2 separate regions of the Anser cygnoides genome follow, and region 1 is linked to region 2. The links are chromatin contacts, called in public Hi-C maps. All regions are on one chromosome and are shown on one strand. The core of a region is the stretch at or near the end of the contact, and the rest is flanking DNA. Distances in the headings are between cores, read along the strand shown.

What was found. A called contact is a pair of places that touch in the nucleus more often than the background predicts.
Region 1: a contact with region 2 is called in a Hi-C map of liver, with 2.6 times the contacts expected there. The contact joins the enhancer-like site here to the promoter of ESS2 in region 2. A contact is called at or near these places in 2 of 7 Hi-C or Micro-C datasets (both in liver).

Annotation. Positions count from the first base shown.
Region 1 is chr17:9,862,599-9,867,274 of Taihu_goose_T2T_genome, reverse strand. It overlaps DGCR2 (DiGeorge syndrome critical region gene 2), which reads right to left. Exons shown (of 10, transcript XM_048063936.2): 2 at 2,868-2,990. Among named protein-coding and RNA genes, the nearest start is that of DGCR2, 21 kb to the right of the region's middle. Within about 2 kb of position 2,519, at least 2 of the 3 cell types and tissues checked have open chromatin away from gene starts, as enhancers often do. A contact at or near this core is called in liver, where this site is marked.
Region 2 is chr17:9,827,912-9,832,600 of Taihu_goose_T2T_genome, reverse strand. It overlaps ESS2 (ess-2 splicing factor homolog), which reads right to left and starts at 3,161. Exons shown (of 10, transcript XM_048063938.2): 1 at 3,000-3,161; 2 at 2,680-2,848; 3 at 1,471-1,566; 4 at 710-876. The coding sequence starts at 3,128. It overlaps GSC2 (goosecoid homeobox 2), which reads right to left. Exons shown (of 3, transcript XM_066979159.1): 2 at 3,874-4,121; 3 at 3,244-3,438. The coding sequence ends at 3,244.

The DNA.
Region 1 (4,676 bases), core at 1,270-3,769, 35 kb before region 2:
TGTACTTTGGACAACACAATCACCAAACAATTTTATTACAGAACGATCCTCCTAGTTCAATAGGAGGTTTGTTATTAACTCGAATGAAATCAGGCTGAAAAAAAGGTGAATGGTGCCAAAGAACTTACAATGGCTTTGTATTAAGTTCTTGCAAATAGCAAAATGACAAAGCAGTCATTGAAACACACCTTCATCAACACCACAAAAACCTATTTCACCACCACTGATGTTTTCTGACTTATGTTACAGGGTGCCAATAGTAGCTCAAAGGCCGAAAAGTACAGGCTGCACAACCAGACTCATAGCCCTTCCTTTGCAAGCTTTCTCTTAATGCTTCAGAGAGACTTCATCCCTTTTAATTTGAAGATACTTTAATGATCCAAGTTTCACAAGTCCAGGTGGCTTCACTAGCTAGTTCTTTTAGTGTTGTCTGCCTTTACTGAAATTAAGGACCTTAATTACAAAGTATTTAAGTTTAGCTGAATCATCTTACAATTACTCATCTAAATCTGAAGGTATTTTCTAAATTTAAAGCTGCATCATTTCTTGTTAATTCAGTGGCCAAAGAAGAAAGTTATCACTCTCGATTATGACTGTGCGCTACTATTATTAGTTGCTTTAGTTCCCCAGTCAATGTCTCAGCAGTCAGCCGGTCCTACGACTGCTCCCAGATTTAATACTCTTCCCAGCATAAGAAAACCATGCTCCTCCAAACTTACAGTGGCCTCAGCAGAATTACTTTTATTCATTCCATCCCTTTTCATACTCCAAGGCACCATTCATATGCACGCCAGCAGACCAACTCGCCCTTATTCCTGACAGTTCTGAATAACGCATACCCTTCAACGCCCATTTCAGGTCACAATGCTATCCCACCAAATTTTCGTTACAGGTATAATAGAGTTTTATGTCCTACACCAGTAGTTCTCGTTCCTCTGGTTTGCTGGCTACACTCCTTGCATTACTGTGCAAATATCTCAGTCCTTGCCACACCCAGCTTTCTGGCTGTTTTAGCTCCGTACAGCCTTTTCACCAATTACTTATCCGATTAATGTTCTCATCAAGTGGAGCACTTTCCTCCTCTATGCTATCCATCACTTCCCCCTCTAAGATTCTTTATGGTGCTCTGTTGTTCTCCTCTGCCCATGTACAGACATGGGGATGAATCAAGTCTCTCCCACATGCTTTTAATTCCTTGAAGTTCTCCTCATTGTGTCAGGCCAGGCAGTCCAATGAGATCTGCACCCCAAACGCAGGTGCAGAGCCTATCTACTGAGAAATGTTAGATTTTTACAAACATTTCTCCCAGCCACATACCAAATATTCTTCAGAAATCCAGTCATTGAGTTGTCATCATCATCCTATTACATCCTTCACGCAACACCTTAAGATTGCTGACTGATATTGTAGGTTAAGAAGATAAAAACCTTGTTTTGCACTAATGGGATATTTCAATATCCCCACAAGTCAAGCCTTCAGGGCATTTTGAATAAATTCAAGTATTAACGTGACTGTTTTTACCTAGCTATTCACTTTCGTTAACCTCCTTTATTAGATCCCTCTAGTTCTTCACATTTGGTTAAAATTAGCTCGAAAGGAAGAAGAATAACAGCACAACTATAAAAGCAACTTTCTTTAAGGACATCCGCATCCTTGATAAGAACTTTAAACACAAGTTGCATCAATGACATGGCTTAATTTTTGGTGTCAGAAGAAACTACCAATAGATTTTTGCCCGCCTCCCCCACTGCAAATACACAGTCACAGAAACTAGCCAAAAGCCTTCTAAAAAGAGCACCAAACATGTTCTTTCACTCGTCATTGTGCAGCACAGTGGGGAGAGAGTTAACTAAAGCAGTTTCAAAGTTTGTTAGATTTACTGTATTATCTCCACTTAAAAATATATTTACAACAGCTTGTTCTTGTAAAATACTGATGCTACTATTTTGTAGCACCTCTAACTAAAATAGCTTAAAACTCAGAATGATGACAGACTTAACGCTGTGATGACAATGCTGCGAAGTTCGTGTGATTCTCTACCAAGCAAATTACGTAGATCAATGGCAGAGCTTCTTGAAAGTTTTTGGGCACAGCTTAGTCACACTGTAGAGATAGGAGTTTTGAACTGCGCCACGCTTTCACATTCCTGCTGCATTGTTGTTAGGAAAAAAAACTACAGGTCCCTCCTCTTTTAAGGTACACAGAAAAAGAATTGCACTGGCCAGGTTGTCAAGAACACAAATGTGAATGCTCGTATTTGTGATTCTGTGTTCACAAAAAAAAAATATTAAAAAAAAGACAGCTCAGTATCCAGCAGCTGTAACAGAGAACCACTGCTGGTAGGTAATAGGCCCCCGAAAACATACATGAGCTTGTGAAGAGTAAATACACCAGCTTGCTTGGCAGATCAAAGTTCTCCACATAAGCACATGCAGCATAATCAGAACAGGTAGCAATAAACCAAGCTCTCTACCTAGTCCAGCACTGTCACCCAGCACAGTTTGAGTGATACACTCATACAACCAAAACTGTAATTCAGAATTTAACCTCAGGCCTACGTGTCATTTTGACTTAATTGCAACATGATTTTTCCCTGCCATGAAAGCCTCTTAGACAACAAACTCTCCTCACCTCCAGCATACCTACTCGGGCTGTTAAATTGAAGTGCAACTCTGACAACTGAAAAAAGTGTTTGTAGCATTAGCCCCACAAACTGAAAAAGTTTATTACTAAAGGGGTGCGTTTCTATGGAACAATGTCTACTTCCAAATAAGAATAAGCAAATGATCTTAGGAAAAAAAAAAAAGGAGTTAAAGTACTGATGAAAAACAAGGTGATATTGGGATAAGTGGTCTTCTTAGCATTACCTGGACAGTCAACTTCATCACTCTCGTCCTCACAGGTGGGCCATCCATCACACTGCCAATTTGAAGGGATGCACTGGATGGTACCACTCCGACACGCAAACTGCCCTGGGGTGCAACGGAGCTCTAGGAAAGAAGAAAGTTTTGTTTTGTTTAAAGTGTTATTTATTCCTCTGAGTCTAAATACATATAGAGTAAGTGTAATGGACAAAAGCTCTGGCTAACTCAGCCTGCTAAAATCTGCTGAGCTCCAGATCACTTCCGTATTTCAAACTGGACGTTTACAGCTTTAATAGACAGGAGGGCCTGCGTACAGCGTTTATGAAAGAACTCTATCAGACGTCTGTAGTAAAAACTTCCTCATAAAAACACCACGCAAGATCTATCTGGCAGATTTTTGGTTCACGCAATCATACACACTTCAGTTCAGCTTTCTGCACGGGAAATAGTGTTCTGATCAGACCGCGGTAGACTCTACTCCTACATTATCGTCATCTACAAGGAATAAGGATATCATTTAGCAGTAGGTTTCCCACTTACGAAATACTAACAGGAATACAAGTTGATAACATGAGAACAAAACATTTTCTCAGATTTCTAAATTGGATTTTCAAAACCAATTCCAAAAAAAGTGACAACGTAGTTTCTCTTAAGTTTGCTCCTTTCACATATCTGAAAATACGTTGGTGTCCTTAAGAGAAGAGGAGGAAGGGAAATCCACGTTTGAACAATGTTCCCAAGCCCAGTTCTAGCTGGAGAAGTTGTGAGCTTGGGGAGCCAGCAGCAGCCATCACCACAGTGCTCCCCTTTTACTTCTTGTCATGCACTTAAGACAACTTGTTCACGCGTCTCAGAAGCGAAGTTTAACAAAAACATGCTCTGGTAGCTTTTACATGTTAGATTATGCAATGAATTCAGAATGCAATTCCCACTCTAAGCAGTACGTACGCCAGGCCCCACCCAGACTTGCACAATTGTCCAGCCCAATTTCAAGCTATTTCGCAGAACTATTTGTAAAACAATTTCCATACTGATGAACCTGTTTTCACTTTCCAGCTTAAACTCTTTTGTAGAATTCCTATGTATCAGCAAATCCTTTAAAAGAAACTGCCAGTATCTGCAAACTTGAAGTGCCTGCTGCTACAGCATTACTACCTACTTGCCATCATCACACTGTCAGTCCTAATTAGCATCATAAAAAGTACAATTTTTGTCAATGCTTTTTTATTTTCTTTTAAGTATCAATTCCATCCATCAAATGCCAGAACCTAATAATTCAGCTAAATTTTGTGTTCCTCACTATATTTTGCAGGGAAAATCTGTCTATACAAACGGTGAACAACTCCAAGCTTGTTTGCAGACTGCAGATCTGCGAATCACTACAAGCATCGACGCGCTCACCTTCGCACCAGACCATCACCATGCAACTGCCTTCACGACGGTGGTTCTCAATACTCCACTGCTCTTGGTAAAGTCAGTTAAGCCATGACTAGAGAACTAGCACATCTTATTAAAAATAAAAATCAAACAAGGGTTTATAAAGTAATGGACACCCAGCCCTGATTTTGAACGAATGAAGTAGGTAACTGTTTTTATCGATGGGGGAAAAGGAACCTCTAAGAAATTTACAATATAGATGCACGTTCTCTCATCCACAGTTTACAGCTTAAGAGAAGAAGCTCTATTGCAATTGTTACCTTCCCAAAACACACGTCTAAACCAAATCAAGGCAGAAGTTACATTTAAGTTTCTGGACAACACGGCCATGCAAAATAAGTGATCACCCGCTGTCAACCAAAGCCATACCCACGT
Region 2 (4,689 bases), core at 1,912-4,411:
CACTACTGATCTAGAAAGACTGATGTGGCAGCCCCAAAACAGCTCCTGTATCTCCCATTAAGCTAGCTGAGGAAGACAGCACAGCCAGCCCCACTGCGTGCAGTATTTTACATCTGCAGTTGAGCAGATTAATACTGATAATAGACACAGAAAACTGAAATAAGAAAAACGATCTATCTGCAAATGATAAATGGCTGATGGACAAACACGAGGGACTGTACTTCAGCTGCTCTCTTTGATATTGCTGCTTCTGGAAGAGACTGCCAAGAACACTCATGCGTGTACCTAGCGCTGTGCTTCACAGACTCAGAGCCCCAGGCAGAGAGAGATCTTCAGTGACTTATGTCACTTATGTCACCAAAGACTATCTTTGTATTACAGACGGGGAAAACAGGACTTCAAAACGAAGCAGTCAGCTATCACAGAAGCCAGAAAACTCAGGCTTAGCTCAGCTGTAGATGTGATCACTCCATGCACCTGCTATTCAAAATCAAGTCCTTTCTGTTCTTATTCAATAATGATTAATTCAACAGCCTAGTTCAACAGCCCTATACTCAAAACCAATGAATTCTCCTCTGGATTTACAGCAGGTTTTGAAAACAGAAGGTAAGATAATATACTATTTAATCAAACAAGAAATACAGCAAAATGGTGTTTCTGTGTTGTGTCAGTTTGGAAGAGCAGAGCTACACTTGAGCCATTTCCTTACCTGGGTGTACTCCTCTTCTGCATTGTACAGCCAAGCATGCTTGACTTTCTCCTTCTCTTTGGCCACTTCCATGATCTGCTCAAATGAAGCATTATCTTCACTCGTGTGTTTTGCTAAGAAGCTGTCCAAATTGGGAAGTGCATCTTTACCATCTTTTTCTGCTTCTCCTAACAAGAGGAGGGAAAAAGCCTGAGAAAGGTTAATACCTCCCTTTCTATAAGAGACCTACACATAACTCGTAATCCTTTCTGAGAGCTACCCTTCTACTGACCCACTAATAATTAAACCTAGTGAAAAAAGTATATAATACATGCAGAGTGGTACAATATTAATTTCCTAGAAGACATAACTAATTTTCACATAAAGGCTTTTATGGCATTTATAGCCATTTGTGTTAAAGGGAAAATGTGGACAGCTGCTAGCAGACCTCCGCAGTACACTATACAAATATCTCTACCCCTGCCATCGTTGCTTATTGACCCTAATTTCAGGTGACACAGGAAAAAATTACTGCTTTCAAAGCAATCAACTGAATTAAGAATTTGCACTGCCCTAAAGAGACCCATAACTGAGTACTCACACACCTGATATGAAACATTACATCAAGTCCAACTCCCAAGTGATCATTTTCACTTACTTAGAAGGTTAATAGAAACTGCTTAAACATCAGCTAAATACCTAAAACCTTTCCAGGAGACAGAGCTCACAAACATATTTTCCTGCTGCTGAAGAATTCAGCTACAGGAACATCATTCTCCTACCTTCCTCTGCAGCTTTGATGCCAGCTTTGGATTTATTCCCCAGTGGAAGACCACCTGGATGCACTTCTGGGGTTTCAAATGTGGCCGGAGTAACATCTGAGACAGAAACAAGAAGGTTCACATGGTTACCAGAGCACAGAACAGGACATTTGCTGTGGTATCTTGCATCACAGTACGGGTCACGTACCAAACACGAGTCACAGAAGATGTATCACAAGAAAAACAGTTTAATTAAAAACTTGTGAAAAGACTATAAAATAGTCTTTTCAATTACTGAACAAGATTTTGCTCTAAGACATTTTTTTCCTGCTGAGAAAAATACACAGGAGAGCCAAGGCCCCGTGTATTTGCCATCCTATGTTCAGCTTTAACCAACAGAAGCAGCAGTGTGAGCTTGTTAACAATCTTAACCCAGGTGAGTGCTAGCACCTATGGTAGGGATGGAAAGGAAGCCACTTGGTGACACGTGTTCTTTTGCCATGACAAAGCTAGTTACCTAAACTGCGCAGCTAGAGCTCATCCAGGCACTGGGCTTCAGTATAAAACATAAAAAGCAAACATACAACAGGGCATCAGATGCCTGCTACACAAACCTCTGACAGTCATGAACTTTCAACAACTTCCCTCCTAAATATATGAAAATCTTCTTTACCTACATTTGCAACAAAAACTCCTAAAAATATAATAATGACTGAGAACATAGCCCAGAGCTGCTGATACTGTAATATTGCAAGTCAGAACATGTAACTTTCCCTAGAGCACACGAGCTTGGCAAAATGTGGCTCTGAGTTATGGTTACATTGCAGCTGTTTCCGCCCCCACTCCCCCAACAGCACTCCTTCTAAAAGGCATTATTAAACACCATCAGGGAGCAATTCAGCACCAGTCACCAGATACTGGCTACTGCTGACTGTGGTATGCTAAAGAATCAAGACTAACATTACATGGGACTTAAGATAACCACCGCCAGCACAAAGTTAGGTAAAAGAGCAATAAAATTAAATATAAAACCTTTCACCTTTAATAAAACTAATAAAAAATAAATAAATAAAGTTACAAACAGTTAAGACAGACTTTTTTCTCTCTTGCATATCCCACAGCATAAAAAGACAAAGCACACTTTTTTTGTTTGTTTGTTTGTGTTTTTTTGTGGAAACTACCTATACTCTCAGCTTAAACATTAGGGCAGCCCCGGTGAGCGGCTCTTACACGGCACAGGGGTGTCCCTCGACGATTTGCCCAGCGAGGAGCCAAACTTTATAGCGATTTGCCTCATCTTCTCCAAGTCACCGTTTTCCTCAGCCTCCAGATATTCCTTCTGCGCTCGCAGCTTCTCCACGTCGGGAAAGAAGTCCCGCTGAATGATCTTCTCTAAACTCTAAGAGCAGGGAGAAAAACACAAGAATAAATCGCTGGGACGCTGCGGGGACCCCCGGGGGCGGCCGCGCACGGGCGCTGGGGCCGGGCCCAGGCTAGGCCGCGAGCACCCGTGGAGGCACGGCGCGGGGCCGGTCGCGCCCGCCGCCCACCTCGATGTACGCCTCCTCATCCAGGATCTTCTTGGGAGCCGGCCGGGCCGCCGCCGCCTCCCTCTCGGCCGCCACGGGCACCAAGGCCCCGGCGGACGCCCCGGGAGCCGCCGCCGCCGCCGCCATCATGGCGCCTCCTCAGCCGCCGTAGGCGCCGCGCGGTGACGTCACGGCGCCCCCTGGCGGCCCGTTGCCATGGCAACGGCGCGGCCTGATCCCAACCCGCACCCCCTCAGCCCGCGGCCTACCCGGGGCGCCCCCCGAGCGCCGTGCCCCGAGCCGGGGCCGGGAAGGGCCGTGCCGCCTCGCCGCCGTCCTCCCGGCTGCCCCGACCGCAGGGGGCTCCGGCTGGGGGCTCCTTGGCGCCCTGCAGGCCCAGCGCCGCGGCGGACGCCCTCTTCTGGTGCCGCCACTTGGCCCGGCGGTTCTTAAACCAGACCTGGAAGTGTAAAACAAGAAGTGAACACCCGCTGCGATCAATGCGATTCCCCACATAAACTTTCCCCCACAATAAATGTAATACAGAGTGTAATCAGCCCTCCCCGAGTGATGGCATACATAAGGGACACGGGCTCAGGTGCGGGGCAGGAGCAGGACCGGGCACGTCCATGTTTGTACAGGTGGTTCAGTGACAGGGTGCGTTCATGGCACCAGAAGCCAGAATAAATAACCCAGCCGAGCAGTTTTATACTCTGCCATTACTTGCCAAACCTAAACTGTGTTTTGTCAAATACCCAAGAAAGGTTTCACACTGAAGCCCTGCACCTGCAGCTCCCAAAAAAGACAGCACAATGCCTCAGTGTTCCCCTGGGGTGACAGCAAGCAGAGAGGCACAATGCTCCTCCTGGCACCTCACGGGGCTGCAGGACCTCACCTCCACCCTCTCCTCCTTCAGGTGGATGCGGTTCGCCAGGTGCTCTCTGGTGATGACGTCTGGGTACTGGTTCTGGTGGAAAAGTGTTTCCAGGGCCTGCAGCTGGTCCTCGGTGAATATGGTGCGATGGCGGCGTGTCCGGCGCTGGATCTGCTGGAAAGCCTGCAGCTCGCTCGGGCTGCCCTGGGGACTCCTGCAGGTTCTGGCTGCCGAGTGAAGCAGCCGCATGGGCCAGGGTAACCTGGCATCTGCAAGGAGAGGGACAGTCAGCGCCATGGGGACAAGGGGATAAAACACAGCCCTGGCTCGAGGCAGGTCAGGCACAGACTGCATCCACACCTGTGAGGTGGAAGGAGCACAGCCGGCCAGCTGGCATGGATGAAAAGCTGCATAATCATGATGCAAGCGTGAGAAGGGCTTAGGGCATCACTCAGGGAAAAGTGTGCAGGCAGGGAGCACTGGTGGTGCTTTCCTTGTTTACTTGCGAATTACACAGTGGCCAGATCCAGAAAATGGCCAGAAACTTATAGAGCAGATAGAAGTTGTGACTCCACCATGACATGGGGGATTTCTGAACTTTCAGGATACTTTTGAACCACATGCTTGAGGTTTTCTACTTTTTTTTTTTTCCAGATGCAGCAGTTTTACTAGATGTAACCAAAAATATCTTTCCCTTAAAGGACAAGTGAGGTTTCCAAGGGTGGGTTGTGTCGTGAAGCTCAGGCACAGCTCTGTGTACTGGCAGCATGACCATGGGGCCCCACACTCCCTGAAGAACTTCCACCCCTGGAAGGATCAGCCTCTCTGTGTGTTTTA